Linked DNA regions of Sus scrofa: region 1 is linked to region 2. A link is a contact called in public Hi-C data. All regions are on one chromosome and are shown on one strand. The core of a region is the stretch at or near the end of the contact, and the rest is flanking DNA. Distances in the headings are between cores, read along the strand shown. Region 1 overlaps LOC110259999 (a long non-coding RNA gene). Region 2 has its middle 27 kb from the start of AFTPH.

Region 1 (5,161 bases), core at 1,237-3,736, 130 kb before region 2:
TGCTGTTCCTTCAAATGCTACCTCCCACCCTGCAGGGCTTTACAAAGCACTTGTTCATCTATTGCCTTGTAGGTGGAAAGAGAATTGCCCTCTTTCAACAAATGAGAAAATGAGGCTCAGAGAAGTTAAGTGACTTGCCCAAAATCACTCAGCTGGGGGTGACAGACTAAGGATTTAAGTCTAGGTCTCTTAATCTTATGTTTTTTCCAATACCCCAAAGCACCTCCCATGGGCTGCCAGCAGCCTGAACATTTAGCCCATTTGTGGAGGCTGGCATTTGGATCCCACTGCAGCGTGTTACCCACTTAAGCTTTATTTCTGAATCTGTATATTTAAGCAACAATTTTGTTTCAGAGGACTCCAGAGAGTGGCCTTATTTAACCTTCCTCTGGAGGTGTGTCTATCTGGTGGAGAACCATGAAGGGGCTGGGAGAGGAGGGGAAAGGAGGAGCCAGCAGGGAATTTTCCCAGTTTTCCACTGGGTGAAGCTGAGGTCCAGGGAGTCAGACAAACCCAGGATCCTCCTGGCATTCTGAACACTTGCCAAAATCTCTGCTCTTTGCTCTCATGACTCGTCTGGGCTGGTTCCAAGTGTGGAGGAGTGCAGTCAGCAGAAGTGTTTGTGCTGGGGGTAGGGGGCGGCAGGACTGATGCTATGAGGAAGGAGGGTGTTTACACCAAGAGTCCAGCCAAGCCTGGGGTCACAGGGACTGGTGCAGAGCAGAAAGTGTCCTCTGAGCTGGAGGGGTGTTGATCTCCTCCAGAAATTCTTGGATACAATAGCTTCTTCTGCACTAGCTGGCTATCCCCTCATGGTGCAGATGGAACACTCTGGTGAAAAGTTTTGGAGCTAAATAACTGGGTTCAAATATCATCTCTGCTGATTAGCTGACAGATCCTGGGTAAGTCTCTTAATCTCCCCAGGGATCAGTTTTTTCATGTTTGAATGAGAATATTAACATCCCCTCTTTGGGCTGTTCTGAGGTTTAAATGAACGATGTAAAGCAAAGAGCAAATGGTGACTTTGATTAGTAGGGGGTTTGAGGCAGCCAGGAAGTGGGAGGATAATAAAAAGAAGCTTTTTGTGATACAAAGACATTATCAAGGAGCAGGAGTGGGTTCGGTGGTGAGATCGATTGCAAGGACTTTTGTAAATAGCCCATATGCTAGCTCTGGGGGAGCACTGAGAAACTAGTTTGAAAAGCATAAAAGTCATAAAATAGCACCAGTATTTTTTTCCCTTAGTGTGAGCAAAAATATTCAAGCAGACAAACCCAAGCCAATCTTCTGGGAATAAGACTCTAAATATTACTTGTGAGTCACCTCAGCTTCCTTCCAAGAGAGAGACACCCCCATCCCTTCACGAAACACCCCCATCTATGACGCATTAGGGTTGTAGCTTCTCAGCTTCTCCCACCAAAATCATAGTCCCTCTTGGGCTGGACGACAGCCCTGTGTTCTGGTAATGTGTCTCCTCATTTCTGTCCCTCTGGTGGTTAAAGCCAGTTTCCAAAACATCCCATCAAGAGAACAGGACGCTCGCCAACTCCTATAGCGGACAGTAGGTGGCGCTGGACCCCATGTTATTCAGGCAACTAACACTGCTTCTCTTCCTGGAAAATTATTTCTGCAGTGAGGTCCTCTCCTTCCCAAAGAACTGGGGGGCTACTTCAGTTTATGCCACAAGCATAAAGGGCCACAAGAAGATCATCCTTGCTTTTCTGCTAACTGGGACACCGTCCTGGTGTGGCTGCACAAGGCAATTCCCAGACCTGAGGCTGAAGACCTAGCGGTCATTTGCTGAGCTATATATAACTTGTTAGGAACAAGTAGCCCTTTTCAGTTTCTGCTCTGCCCAGAGAGGCAGGAAGGAACAGAACTTTCTCCCTTAGGAGGAGGTGGGTGTAAAAAAAAAAAAAAAAAGAGGCAGAGTAAGTTCTTTTGGATGGTAGTGGGTTAAGGATCTGGAGTTGCCATAGCTAGGTCACAGGCAGCAACTGCAGCTCAAGTTCCATCCCTAGCCCAGGAACTTCCACATGCCGGGTGTGGCCATTAAAAAAAAAAAAAAAAGGCAGATCTGTAAGGCTCCTTGGTGAGCTGCCCAGCATCTGCCCTTTCCTCTGGGACAAGAGCTGAGGGACCCCAGGCAATTTCATTCCAGGCCCTGCCCCCCAGGGGGAGACCATCCAACCTCAGCAACCCTGAAAAACTGAGTTGTGGATTGTTTTCTGTCCAGGGATGGGTTGCTTCCTTTCATTGCACTGAAAGTACACCCTCGCCTATATCAAGAGCATATTGGGACCCTGACTGCTGTAATCACAAAGCTCTTACGAACAGTATAAAAATAAGTGCCAGTGTAAAGGAATTTCCAGTTTTCTAAGAATTATGAGCATTCTTTATAGGTGCAGAGGCAGGTGAGTTCCATTTTCTGTTTGCAGATGAAGTGATGACACCCCAGTGCCTCACTGGAGCTGCTGGGACTGATGCCTCTTTGCAATGATGATGATCATTACTGCTTATTATCATTTTCACAGTTATGTTCCCTTCCATGTGCAAGAGGCCAAATAGACATTTGCTTAAAGACAACTTCTGGCTACTGCTTTCTGTTTGGCTGATACTATCTGGGCAAAGAAGGGCTGAATGTGGAAAACCACCAAAGGAGGGTGAACACTGAGCACACCTTTGACTTCTTGGCCAAGGGTGTGGGGGGGTTTCCTTCAGAGGAAGGAAGGAGGTTAGGCTCCGCAGAGCTGGAAGGCAGATGTGCAGGGAGGGCAGATGTGTTGGCAGAGCTGTTAAGAAGGCAACTGGGAAGTCCCCATCAACCAGCCAATGAACACATTCGTGGTACCTACCATATAGAAAAGAAATGGTGTGCCTCTGTGAGGTCACAAAGACCTTTAAGTTTTTGCCTCTAAAGAGCTTATGGTTCACTGTCATTGGGACAAGTATGGCATACACGATAAAAAGAAAATAATGACTCAGAGAAGTCTTAGAGAATGTCCTAGCTTGGTTGTGTGGAGATTCCCTTTGGAGCAATGAGGAGGGACTCGGGGGCAGGGGGAGGAAGGGACTAGGTTGGGATTCCTGGTGGTCTTGAGTGGACCTTGTCATCTGTATAACATGTGGCTTGCCCCTAGGTCATGTCTAGGCTATAGATGTCCTCCTGGGATGAAAGTGGAACCAAAGGCCCAGAGTGCCTGGTGATATTTTGTACCTGCTAGATGCTTGTGTTTTGACCCGGGGAATCAGAGAGCAGTCACCTGGGGCAGGTGAACTTTCTACCTTCTAGCCCTCCTCCCTACAAGGTTCTGTTCCCCAGGTCCTTGGAGGTGTGGGTGCAGTTCCCACATCCACCATCCCCACTTCCAGTCAGTCCTCAACTCTGCTGCTAACGTTCCCCTTCCTCCCCAACCCCACGCACCACCAGTGCCACAGCTGAGGCCTCATCACACCTGGTCTGCTGGGCTTTTCTTTTTAAAATAAATAAAATGATTTCTATAGGAAATAAAGCCACATGGAAATGAATGCACATGCATAAATCTGACAAAAGCATTTACAGTAAAAGTAAGCCTCCCTTCACCCTTGATCCCAGGTCCCTTGCCTCCCAGGTCCTCCCCCAGAGGCAGCCACTGACCCCCCACCTGCAGTCCACCCCCTTCTCTCCCTACCAGCCCAAGTCTTGTCCAACAACCCTTTTCTGCTCTCTAGGACCTTGTTTTTATTTTATTTTATTTTATTTTTTGTCTTTTTGCCCTTTTTTCTAAGGCCGCTCCCACGGCATATGGAGGTTCCCAGGCTAGGGGTCCAATCGGAGCTGTAGCAGCCAGCCTATGCCAGGGCCACAGCAACGCGGGATCCGAGCCGTGTCTGCAACCTACACCACAGCTCACGACAACGCCAGATCCTTAACGCCGGATCCCTAACCCACTGAGCAAGGACAGGGATCAAACCCACCACCTCATGGTTCCCAGTCAGATTCATTAACCACTGCACCATGACGGGAACTCCACCTCGTTTTTTTTTTAAAGCACAAATTGATCCTGTTATTCCTTGTCCTTGGATATATGAAAATGCAAACTCCTTGGCCCAGCCTGCAGGCCCTTTCCTATCAGGCCCCACAACCTTCTCCAATCTTCTTCCACCTCCAGCCCCACTCGCAAGCTCTGTTCCAGCCAGGCTCAAGCATTTACAGGGGCCTATATCTGTACTCTCATCTGACACAGTGCATTTTTTTTGTCACACCCTTAGCATGTGGAAGTTCCCTGGCCAGGGACTGAACCTGCGTTGCAGCTGCACCCTGCACCACAGGGGAACTTCCTGGCATGGTATAATTTAAAAAATAGGAGTTCCCGTCGTGGTGAGGTGGTTAACGAATCCGACTAGGAACCATGAGTTTGCGGGTTCCGTTCCTGCCCTTGCTCAGTGGGTTAGGGATCCGGCGTTGCCGTGAGCTGTGGTGTAGGTTGCAGACGCGGCTTGGATCCCGCGTTGCTGTGGCTCTGGTGTAGGCCAGTGGCTACAGCTCCGATTGGACCCCTAGCCTGGGAACCTCCATATGCCGCGGGAGCGGCCCAAAGAAATAGCAAAAAGACAAAAAAAAAAATAAAAATAAAAAATAATTTTTGATTTACTTTTTTGAATAGATAACACAAATATACACAATCCTACTCCTCCACCCACCACTATTTACTAATTTCTTATATTTCCTTCCAGATAATGTTGATGCATATTCCTTTTTTGCCCAAATCATAATATGCAATTCATACTTTATTTCGCCACTATATCCTCCCCTTTTCATCCAAATGATAACATGTAATTCTCATTGTCTATGTCTACTTTTTTTTAAATTTAGTAATGAAACCCTAGAAATCTTTCCATAGCAATTCATAAAGAGCTTTCTCATTGTTTTTCGCAGCTCTGTGGTATTCAATGGCTTGGATATACTCTAATCTGGCAAACTTTTTCTATAAAAGAGCAGTCAATAGTTGAGGTTTTGTGGGCCATCCAGTCTCTGTGAAACCACCCCCCTCTGTGCTCTAGTGCAAAGGCAGCCCTGGATGGTGTGGAGACAAAGGGACCCAGCTGTGTTCCATATAACTTTATACATGGACACTGACGTTAGAATTTTATATGATGTTCATGTGTCACAAAATAGAAT
Region 2 (4,656 bases), core at 1,064-3,563:
AGCCCCATGCCCCAGCAGCAGGAACAAGTGGGCCTATTATTATTGGATAAAAGCAATTACCTGCATGCCAGGAGGCAGTGTGCTACGGTGGAACCAACATGTTTTGCTTGTGGCCCATCACTGCCACTTCCCTGATAAGCGATCTTGAGAAAGTTATGTCAATGCTCATGATTCCATGTTCTTATCTGCAGAATAGAACTAATAAAACCAGCCACATAGGGTTAGGGGAAATTTTTTTTTAAGTTTATCTGCCTTCTACTTCCTTAAAAAAATATTTTATTAGAATATAGTTGATTTAAAATGTTGTATTAGTTTCAGGTATACAGAAAAGCGTATCAGTTATACACATACATATATCCATTCTTTTTTCCCCATGGAGTTTATTACAGAACATTGAGTAGAACTCCCTACACTATACAATAGGTCTTTGTTAATTATCTATGTTATATTTAGTAGTGTGTATGTGTTAATCCCATCCTCCCAATTTATCATAACCCCACCCATGGTTTCCCCTTTGGTAACCATAAGTTTGATTTCAAAATATGTGGGTTTATTTCTGCCTTAAAAATAAGTTCTTTTGTATCATTTTCATTAGATTCACATATAGGTGATATCATATGATATTTGCCTTTATTTGTCTGACATACTTCACTTCGTATGATAATCTCTAAGTTCATTCGTGTTGCTGTAAATGGCATTATTTTGTTCTTTTTTATGGCTGAGTAATATCCCACTGTATATATGAACTATATGAACCACAGCTTCTTTTTTGGGGGGAGCCACCCCCGCAGCATATGGAGGTTCACAGGCTAGGGTTTGAATCGGAGCTGCAGCTGCTGGCCACAGCCACAGCCACAGCCATGCCAGATCTGAGCTGCATCTACAACCTACACCATAGCTCGTCGCAACGCCGGATCCTCAACCCACTGAGTGAGGCCAGGGATTGAACCTGCAACCTCATGGATGCTAGTCAGATTCGTTTCTACTGAGCCACAAAGGGAACTCCTGAACCATATCTTCTTTATCCATTCCTCTGTCGATGGACATTTAGGTTGCTTCCATGTCTTGGCTGTTGTAAATAGCGCTACAGTAAACACTGGGGTGCACGTATCTTTTCAAATTATGGTTCTCTCTGGACATATGCTCAGGAGTGGGATTGCTGGGTTGTATATGGGGAAATGATTAAATGAGACCAGTCATGGAAAGTGGGCTGCAAAGTGCTTGACACACAGTAGGCCCTCATAATTGCTAGTTTCTCAGTGTATGTCTCTTTCCTGTTCCTTTCCCTTTCCCGCTAGCTTTTATAAAAGCAAAGAAAATGGAAAGAAATAAAGGATATGAAAAAAAAAAAAAAGGGCAAGAAAAAATTCTGTCAGGGAGGAGGACAGAGCTGGCAGGAAAAGTCCGAGAAGGAAAGCTTAGGACATTCAGAAACCAGAATAATGATGCTATTTTGTGTTCTTGTAGATTCTGTGTTGGATATCTGTGTATTTTTTCTGTCTGTCCAATGTCTTTCCTCCTTGTAGTAGTTTTCCATCTACTGCTGTATAACAAATTACCCCAAAGCTTAGCAGCTTAAAGCAATGAACATTGATGATCTCATGGTTCTATGGGTCAGGAATGTGAGCGTGGCTTAGCCGGATTGTCCAGCTCAGGGCCTCTCACAGGCTGCAGAAGCAGGCCAGGGGAATTCCCACTGTGGCAAAGTGGGTTAAGAAGCCAACTGCAGCAGCTCCGGTTGCTGTGGAATTGCAGGAAGTTCGGGTTCAATACCTGGCCCAGCACAGTGGGTGAGGGATCCAGCATTGCCACAGCTGTGGTATAGATCACAGCTGCAGCTCCGACTCAGGATTTAATCCCTGGCCCGGGAACTGCCATATGCTGCAAGTGTGACCAATAAAAAAGAAGATGGCCAGCGTGGCCCTCACTCAAGGCTCAGATGGGGAAGCGTCCTCTCCCAAGCTCACTCAAGACCATCCCCCAAGTGGTCATTTCATTGGCAGGACTCAATTCCTTGTGGGCCACTGGGTTGAGAGTCTCAGTTCCTTGCCAGCTCTTGGCTAGAGGTGACCGTCAGTTCCTTGCAACATAAGCCTTCCCATAAGGCAGCTTATAACATGGCAGCTGGCTTCATCAGGGTGCACAAGGGAAAGGGGGGATCACAGACTTTGGTAAAATAATGTCAGAAAGGATATCCCATCACTTTTGTCATATTTTACTCATTAGAAGTAAGTCACTAGGTCAAGCTCACACTCGGGGCGGGGGGAGATTACATGAAGTCCTAGACACTAGGAAGTGGTGATCACTGGGGACCTAGAAGGCTGATTACCTCACTACCCTTCTGGTGAGAGCAACCTTCCTTCCTCTGTAAAGGCACATATGATTCTGGTACGACCTCTCTCCATAATACCTGCCCTCCCTGGTTTCTGAAGCCTAGATCCATGCCAAACACACACCTCAACAAATCCGAATGGGTTGATAAGCCCAATATATATCAGTCTCTCAAGCAGAGGAGCAGACAGTCTGATTGGGACAAGGACACACCCCTTGGTTTCACCGCCTCGTTGGGCATTTAGGAATTTTGTCAGGCGAAACTCTGATGTGTGTTTGTAAAACTGCTCCTCCAATGAAACCACCAATTGCTCAAGTGAAAAGTAATAATTCCTCACAACTGGCAGGGCAACCCATCAGTAACCAGCATGCAGCCCAGTGCTAACGGGTGCGGTGCTGCTGGTTTGGAAGCCAACCAAAGAGCCAGCCAGTAAACATGACGGTTGCCTGGGTACATAAACACCAAACCAGCTTCTCATCGCTTCATCCCCGAGACAGTCCAGTCACAGCATCCGTGACATCCACAAGCGGTTGCTTGTCAGCTCTTGTCAAATGCAGTGGCCAGAGCCAACCACCCCCAAAATGCAGATATTCAGGACAAAAACACAGAAGCAGCAGTTTTTATAAGAAGCTAGGCAGCGTTTGTGTGTGAGTATTCAGAAAAAGTGGTATTTTTTCTAAGGCGAGTATAAGACAAGGGCCTGTGTGAAAAGAGAAAATTTCTCTCCTTCTAAGACCACATTCTTTCCTCCAGCTAGAAGCTGGGCAGGACTGGAAGGGAAAATTTAGTTTGAATTTTGTACCCACCCGACTACAGAAAGGCCCTCTGGGGGACAGTCTGCTGGACTACATAGGGCTGACCACGTGGCACTTCATTTCTCACTTGTGTAGATCCTAGGGAAGCAATGCAAGTGCTTTTGGAATCTATAAGGAGAGCAGGGTAGGAAATGAGAAACCTTCGTGCCTAAGGTGGCATGAATAATGGGAACAAAAGATTTTAAATGCAAAGTTCAATCCCTTGTGTTGATTGGGATTCAACTCCAGGGCATAGTGGGGCTTTCAGGATTACAGTGGGTGGCCTCTTACATGAAAGGAATTCAGTGGAACTCTCTTACCCCCAATCATTGTCCCCATCTCATTTGTTTAGCTATACCAAGCCTGGTTCCCAAAAGCAATGTGTCCTCATCCTGTGTAGGCCTCAGGGGGCTACCAATGGTTTTTAAGCAAGAGAACTTCATCATCAAATATGACTTTCAGAGCATTGGAATCAGTGCTGAGGATGGAATTAGAGAAAACAGAGGTGACTAGCCATCCAGATGAATCCTAACCAGTGACTGTGGAGGAGAGAGGATAGAGATTATTTAAGAGATAGAATAATTAGGATTTCTTGGCTGGCTGAATGTGGCACAGAGTAAAAAAATAAAAAATAAATAGCTAGAAAGTTTCTTGTTTAGGAGATTTTGTGAATGATGACACCACCAAAGCAGACTAACAACATAGGAGGAGGAGCATTCTGCAAAAAAGGAGAGATAAAAAGCATGAGGAACACTTTAGTGAAAAGTGCCACATCATGATGTGTCCTGCTACAAGTGCAGGGGACAGATAATGTTGCTAACGAGGGTCACTTGTTGCCGCAATGGTTGGTTGTGAGTTGACCTCCAGCTGCATCCTGTGAGGTTGCTCTGTCTCACGTCCACGGCCGGTCTTACATGCAGATCTCGCCCCATGGCATGATCACTATGGCCATTAGAGGAACTCTGAGACTGTAGGAATGGGGCAGAACAGGCCTAGAGCCACCCTTAGAGACCCACCTAGGAGGCCTCTCCTACTGACAGTGGGCCTGGCGTATACCACTTTCATATGTTCTAAATATCTGGAATTTGGGCAGAAATCTGCGGTAGTGGGAAACTGAGCACACCAGGGTAGATATTCTGACTGTTGTGATCATCCTCAGGCCCTAATCAGACCTCCCAGCCTGAAGGATGAAGAGGGAAGAGGAGTCCTTTCCAAGCAGACTAGTCTTCTCTCCCCACCCCAAACACCTTCTACCCATGTCAGAGCCTCTGCTGCTTCTTCTTCCTTGCCCCCAAATTGTCTTCCTCCTCCACACTGGGCAAGTCTATTGGCCAGGCAGCTTCCTTCTGAATGGCAGTTACTGCCTCCCTCTGGACTTGATAGGCTGTTTGCTGCACAAATAGAAGGCTTTTGTTCAGCTTGGGGTTTTTTTTATATTGATTATTTACTTTCACCTTGTTTTAAATAAAAGTTTGAGGCACCCTGCAGTATAATTTTTTTTTTTTTTAAGATAATGGAAGGACTGGCGGA

The links. A called contact is a pair of places that touch in the nucleus more often than the background predicts.
Region 1: a Hi-C map of retroperitoneal adipose tissue shows a contact between it and region 2, with 1.9 times the contacts expected there. A contact is called at or near these places in 1 of 5 promoter capture datasets (liver), 36 of 47 Hi-C or Micro-C datasets (adipocytes, adipose tissue, alveolar macrophages and 18 more) and 2 of 2 datasets of targeted methods (alveolar macrophages and skeletal muscle).

The regions. Positions count from the first base shown.
Region 1 is chr3:77,575,321-77,580,481 of Sscrofa11.1, reverse strand. LOC110259999 (a long non-coding RNA gene) reads left to right here. Exons shown (of 3, transcript XR_002342638.1): 1 at 1-902. Among named protein-coding and RNA genes, the nearest start is that of LGALSL, 98 kb to the right of the region's middle.
Region 2 is chr3:77,447,793-77,452,448 of Sscrofa11.1, reverse strand. No RefSeq gene overlaps it. Among named protein-coding and RNA genes, the nearest start is that of AFTPH, 27 kb to the right of the region's middle.